2 separate regions of the Dromaius novaehollandiae genome follow, and region 1 is linked to region 2. A link is a contact called in public Hi-C data. All regions are on one chromosome and are shown on one strand. The core of a region is the stretch at or near the end of the contact, and the rest is flanking DNA. Distances in the headings are between cores, read along the strand shown. Region 1 has its middle 40 kb from the start of TES. Region 2 overlaps LOC135327600 (a long non-coding RNA gene).

Region 1 (3,524 bases), core at 890-3,389, 130 kb after region 2:
GTTGCAATAGTGTTTGGCAGTTTTGGTCAGCCAAGCTGACTAACATTTCTTCTTGGTCTCCACTGCAAATGGCTTCATTCCCAGAACGGTCTGGTCTAAGATGATGGCCTAAATCTCTGCTCTCTCACCCATAGTGGGAAGAGAAATATCTGCTTAAGTTAGCAGATATTGACTGTCCAGTATGCTGGGCAAATGCACCAGCAAAAGCAGAATTAATGTGGGATGGATCAATTTATACTATCTTCTGTCACTTTCTTACATAAAGGAAGGAGGGAAATTAACACTCAGATCTATTTGTTGATGTGAAGCACTGTGTCTTAGTTTACAGGAGAAAAGACCTTATCCTGACATGTTTATTGATGGATGTCAATATCTCTACTGATAGCCTTCAGATGTGCTGCAGTCACCAGTTTTACAGACTGTTCCAATATACTTAAAACTCAGCTCAGATGTCAAACAAATGCCTAGCAGCGATATCTACCATTCTGAAAGAAAGAGTGAGATCAAAGGAGACTGGCTGAAGTTTGTTTGCAAGACCCTTCCACTGTCTCAGGCATGGCATTATTAGCAAATATGTACTAAGGAAACTGTCCAAATGTCTGTTTCTGGTATCCTATTCTTAATGAGCCTTGCATACACCTCTGGCCTCACAGAGGTGCACAAGATCATGTGGCTTAGCAGAGTATAAGATGTTCTTCCGGTGGTAGTGGGTTTCTATTCTACATATCAGAACAGGTGAAATAATGTCTACTCTTGCTTTGTTTATGGAAGACAGCTCAGTCCCTACAAATATAAAGCAATGGGTATCCAACCAGTAGCTTTAACCTTCCTCAAAGGCTTCTAATTTCTGTCTTCATACAGGACTCTCTGTAGGTGACCTTCCCTCAGAACTTCCTCTTGGTGTTACCTCAAATTATGGGACTGAGACCCATGTTCTGCTATGTATTATGAATGCTGTCAGACTCCTTTAAGATGGGGGGTCTTAAATTCCACATCCTATTCTGCACCCACAGACATATGTCATGGCCTAATCTACCTACTTTTATGGCTCTGGAAGATGAAGAACTTGTAGATGCAACATTTTCTTGGACTAAGGGGGTCTCCTATGGTAGAGGTTCTCTGAATAATGAGCTGTGATGGTGCTGCCACAGCAAACAATATGTGCAACCAAACAATCCAAAGGAGACCATTTTGGATTAAAACATGGTTTGGTTTGATTTTTTGATCTAAAAAGTTGACTCATGGTAAGGAAATGAATAGCAGAAGTTCATCTGGTGTAGAAATTCACCTGACTTAACTAATTAGAGAAAGTTACCTGCAATGCTTGCAGTAGGGTATTTCTGCAGCCTGACCCCACAAGAAAACTTCCCTGAGCCAAGATTCAGACCAGGAAAGTCATCTAGATGGGATGAGAGCCTCAAGCCTCACATGTAACAGCCAGGTAATGCTGGCCAACAAAATCTCCACACTTAAGTCACACGAAACTGTAGAATGTAGAGGAGGTAGATGATCACCTGGAGCAGAATATTTTTTACTATTCACCTTCAAATTATATTAAACTTATTAATTAAATCCAGAAGGTTCTGGAAACATTAGTGTTGCTATCCTCATTAAAAAAATGAGGCTGCAGAATTAGAAAAGGTAAAGGCTTCCTATCAGAGAAAGGAAGAAATGCCAGCACAAAATTAGGACTCAGGAGTTCTGGTCCTGCATGAATGCCATTAATTTCCCAACTATTAGTGAAAGTAAGTGTGATATTATTCTCATTACCCAACAGATCATTATGGTAATTCTAATGAAACTATTTAATTAATTAACTGATTACCTAATGTGAGTAGGCCTAAAGTTCAAAATTTCCTATCCTCTATGGACTTCACACATTACACTACAAAACTGCTTTTCTAACATAATCAAAGCTGGCAAAAATGCTATTGAATTTGATTGTATGCTTTTGTTTTTTTCCCTCTACCTCTTCCACCATAAGCAGACTTCAGTAAAAAATAGTAATCCTCTAAAGCATTCACGATACAGCCAATATGGAGACTTTCCTTGCTAAGTGGAAATAAATCAGTATTTTAGGGTATCAGGTTTGGAAGCGCACAGTCCCAGCCCCCTCTGGATTAGCATCCTCATTGCAAGTCTGCTAAAATGCACATTGTACAATTGTGCCTGAAGGCAAGTTACAATGGTTTACATTAAGAACAGAACTGGATTTGGGACAGCGAGTTTAGCAAGTATTAGGATAACGCTTCTTTCTTTAGCATTCTCTAGTCCTCACCCCATTTCTAAAAATTGCTGAACTATTTACAAATGTTTAAGAGAACCTCTGTGTTATTAGAAGAATGTTTACACTGCCATGAGTTGCAAATACAGTGAGAGCTATACAATCAGGGCCCACCCCACAGACAAGAGCAGCAGTGTATTGTTGAAATATGTACTGGTTCAACTCTCCGCTACCATACAAGGCAGCTCTGCATTCCTGCTGGTAACCTTTTATTACCTCCTAAGTTTTCCAGATCACTGCCAGATTTCTTGAACTTCGTGGAATGATTACAGGCTTTATAAATATAAACCTCAGATTCTGTTTGGCAGCTTCGTATGAGAATACCAAAATGAAGAAAATAAAAAAATATTTCAGAAAAGACTAAGACCTTTTTGGTGTTAACAGCTGCAGTTACACAATTTACAGTTTCAATAAACTTTACTGGTTAGAGTGAACCAAGTCTCAAAATAGCACGGTGATGTTGTTATTACACCCATTTTACATAGGATGTTAGCTGGAGAACAGAATGCTCTAGGAATTTAGATAATGTCACACTGCATTCAACAGAGGACTGAAATTAGACATCAGATGTTTCTGCTTTCCAGTCCTAGTCTGCAGTCTGCTAAACCGTGCTGACTCCTTATGCCTTTAGACAGGAAGAAAGTATTACATAAAAAGGATTCCAAACAGCTTATATTAGTACAATCATAGTATTATGACTGAATTTGAAGCAGCCACATTTCCATTTGTTATTTGTAAATAAGAAATTTTTAAATGAATATTCAAATTTGGAGAGTGTCCCCCCAAACTATTAGAAGAAAATGAAGTAATGAGAAAGATACAAGCCCACAAAAACAGTCTGAAAAGCCTCTAAATACATGCCATATAGAGAATTTTCTAAACGAAAAATGTTTGGATTCCTGGAATGCAGAGAGATGCTGTTTGTATGCTGCCCACAATGTTCTGGCTTCCTATTCTGAAAGATCATTAAAATGGTTTCTAAGAACTGATGAACTATTTACTGATTTTATTCTTACTGATTATGCCTGATTTCTGTCTTATAATCCTATATACAATTTAAAAATTATTTCTTAAAAAGTGCCTCCCAGCTCGTTTCAGTTGGGACTTTAAAGCTACATTATTTCTTTTCTTGATGAAAATATGTATCCAACAGAGACAACAGTTCAGCCCCAATAGCTTCCACTGAGTCAAATTCCTATAAAGTATAACTTGTTTGCTAGTACCTGGAAATCCCACAAAG
Region 2 (3,445 bases), core at 646-3,145:
CCTCATAGCTGTAGCTTTTTATTATCTGCTCTTTTCCTCCTCTCCTCGATCGTCCCATGACCCATGACTCCTTGGCATCCCTGCTTCGGAGATCTATAGCACTGTATTTCCTTACCACCAAGCAGCATATCCTTTGTCTCTGAGACTTGAACTTGGGAGTGGGAAAAAAAATCAGGCAACATAAATAAATTGAACAGTTCTCTCTCTTCTGTTCTTCAGACTCAGCAATACTTTTGCTCTCTCTTACATATCTTATCTTTAATGCTGGCATGCCTCACTAGGAAGGCTTGCCTCATGGGTTGGGAACTACTGCTTTTGGTGATGACTTGTTACTTTTTTTCTCCTGTTTATCATGTCTGAGGTAACTCGACAGCTTTCAGTAGCTGCCAGATTGTCAACACAGGACCCCGGTATTTGCTGTGTACAGAACAAATGTAGTAATAGCTTTCAACGTACAGTGTCTGAGAGCCTGCTGTTCTCTATTCCTCTCTCCTCCACACCAAATATGCTCCCGTTCTTTCATGGAGGGCTCGTGTTGGCAGGCAGGAGAGGGATTCAGCTTCCTTGCCCACTTGTTCTTCTGCCTTTCTGGTGAGGCTGCCAACCTGGGGTCTGTGGTGGTTGTGGTGTTGTGATGTGGCTTAAAGCAGAACTGCAAGGAGTGTTTCCCATCTGGTTCTGAACAGCTGTCAGCTGGAAATGAATGCCAATATTGAGGGACAAGTGCCTGTTTGTGCTGTGTGTTGCTGCGTGTTGGCGCTTGTATGTATGCAGCTCCACAGATCACTGGTGGGAATCACTTGCGCACAGGGAGCAGCTTTCTTCTCGTTGCAAGTGCATACGCAGAACGCCTCACTTAAACGTGCATATTGCTGTGCACTATAGTTTGCAAGCTACAATTTGCATTGCTATGGCTTGCTACCTAAAAGGCTACATTAATGTGTGTGTCAAAGTATTTCAGTGAACTAAGCAACATAGGTGGACATACATTTTATTCATGTTTTGCAGAGGGATTTGGGAGAATTACCAACTTGATATGTTGACTAAGAATCAGAAATAACTGTGATAAGTCCAGCTTTCGCTTATGATATGACCAACCACCAGAAACATCAGCTACGATGTTTATACCTGGTCTTCATATATGAATCATGTCAGACCTTTAGGGTAGTTTTTCTGCAAGGACACCATGTTTTCAAGAGTTGTAGAAGTGTTTAGCGTACCAACATGTAGCATACCCACAAAATGGAAACAGGTTTGAAACTTTCCCAAGAAGGACATGGTCAAATAAAAAAGAATATGCCATCCTTGCAGCAGGTTAGTTTAGATGCCTACCTAAGGAAAACTGAGGATTATATCTTAAATGATTGTGGGGAAGCAATGGACACTAAATAAAAAGCAGGGTGTGTTAAAAAATACTGCTGCTTGTTTGTGTTTCTGAACAAGTCTTTTGTGAAGTTTTAGTTACCTCTGGAACCATCTGGGTACTGGGACCAGCTTTCCAGTGCTTGCTATTGCCCATCTGGCTATGGGGCTTTGTGCGCTTGGCCAGGACCTCACAACTTTGGGGACTGCTGGTGTGAGCCATTTAACCAAGGAGAGCAGCTGTTGCTTATTGTAAAGCCAAGATCTTGTCCAGTCCCCTACTGTGAGCTTGTCATATAAGCTATCACTGTGATGAAGATACTAACATTTGCCCTTCTTTAGAAATTATTTTGATATCTGCCAAAGAAAAGGGCCTATTCAAATGCAAACCCTGATGCTTTTATTTAATAGATATTGTGCCAGAGTCACAAATCTGCTCCTTATGCCTCGCGCTGCCCTGAAAACACAGAGAAGCTGCCTGCTAGATTTAACCCAGCCAGCAAGCTGAGGCCTACGGCTGCTTTGTGATATTAGAGGCAGCATCAAACAGCCAGATGTTGACTAGCAACAATTCAAGCTCAATGTTTCCCAGCCTATTAGTCCTCTAAAACTTGAGCAGATGTTGAACTGCCTAAGCAATTTTACCATCAGCACCCCAATTTAATGCTCTGACTTAAAAGGATGGGCTTCTCAAAATACTGTTTTCCTCTTAAAGAATCAGTTATTCTTAGAAAATACAGTGATTTGAGGTAAAGCCACTATTTCATTCAGGAAAATTTTTAATCAACTCCTTAGGACTCATGAGGGTAGCTGCTTTGTGTACTGGTGAACACAGCTCTAAACTGGGTTTGCCTGACATATTACCATTACTTCAGAGCTACCTTGCATTTCTGGAGTCTCTGGCTCAGCTCAATCCCAGTCAAAATTTCCAGGGAAAACAGGCAGAAAAGAAAAGAAAAGAAAAGAAAAGAAAAGAAAAGAAAAGAAAAGAAAAAAAAAAATCTCCTTTCAAGGCCAGTCTTGCCCAGGCTTGATTCACCTGCAATCCATGATTTAGCAGGTGGGAATTCTGCTTTTCTAACTTTGTGCTTTCCCTGCTTTCTTTTTGACTGTGTTTTCTTGGTGTGAAAAGCCTTGTGACTGTGTTTTCCTGGTGTGAAAAGCCGATTTCAGGCAAAGTAGAATTTTGCTGGATCCATTTTTGCTAGCCTCAAGAGAGTGTTTTATTAGATTAGTCTCCTCTCCTCACTTGCAGTAATAGATGACTTTCTGAAAGACTTCTATTAGAATGAAAGCAGAGGGTGCATTTCTGCTGGTAAAGTAGTTGACAAACATTCGTTTTGCCAGGTGAAATGCAAGTGGAAGTAACTTCACAAATGCATTTTTACTAAGTTGGTTGTTTCCCTGGAGCCAGGATGTTACAGTCTGCTTATTGGTATTCCTCACATTCAGCCTATTCATGGAAGCATTTTTATTCCAGAAATCATGCAGGCATATGCGTAATTAAATGCAGCCCTAACTCCCTTGGAAGTCAGTGGCAGTATAGGAGAGAAGTATTGCTAGGTGTCTAGTTAGGTGTTTTGTTAGCAAGTGATGGGCTTGAGCAGGATCGTTTCTGTTCCGAGGCGCGAAGGAGCGTATATAGCTCTTCCTCCCGCGGAGCGGAGCTGTGCAGCGCCGCGGGCCGCCGGGCCGCGCTGCGGCGAGCGGCCGGGAGGTGGCGGCGTCGCATTGCGCTGCTGCCGGGGCGGCCCCGGGGGGCACCGACGGCGCAGCGAGCGCAGCCCGGGCGCGTTGCTACAGCTGAGTTTCTCACTAATTCAGAATACAAATAAATTCTCTGGTGTTCTAGCTGCACATCGTGTGTAGCCATGGATTAAAAAAAAAAAAGATCAGAAGTGCTCTTTTCCACTGAAACGTTTCTCGTGTCACTACTCTGTTCTAAACCTCTTGAAAATGTGACCTCATCACAAGGAAGAAAGGGCTCCGGGTCTGTCCAAATTTGGGTTTGTTGTTGCTTTCATGGGTGAAATTCAGTCCATTAAAGAAAAGGAGGCCACAGCAAGAGAAACAGGATGTGAGG

What was found. Hi-C and Micro-C count contacts between places; a contact is called where the count stands out from the background.
Region 1: a Hi-C map of liver shows a contact between it and region 2, with 14 times the contacts expected there. The contact joins two enhancer-like sites. A contact is called at or near these places in 3 of 4 Hi-C or Micro-C datasets (brain, liver and ovary).

What each region holds. Positions count from the first base shown.
Region 1 is chr1:24,622,657-24,626,180 of bDroNov1.hap1, forward strand. No RefSeq gene overlaps it. Among named protein-coding and RNA genes, the nearest start is that of TES, 40 kb to the right of the region's middle. Within about 2 kb of position 2,140, at least 1 of the 2 cell types and tissues checked has open chromatin away from gene starts, as enhancers often do.
Region 2 is chr1:24,489,061-24,492,505 of bDroNov1.hap1, forward strand. All of the region lies in intron 1 of LOC135327600 (a long non-coding RNA gene), which reads right to left. Among named protein-coding and RNA genes, the nearest start is that of MET, 27 kb to the left of the region's middle. Within about 2 kb of position 1,896, at least 1 of the 2 cell types and tissues checked has open chromatin away from gene starts, as enhancers often do.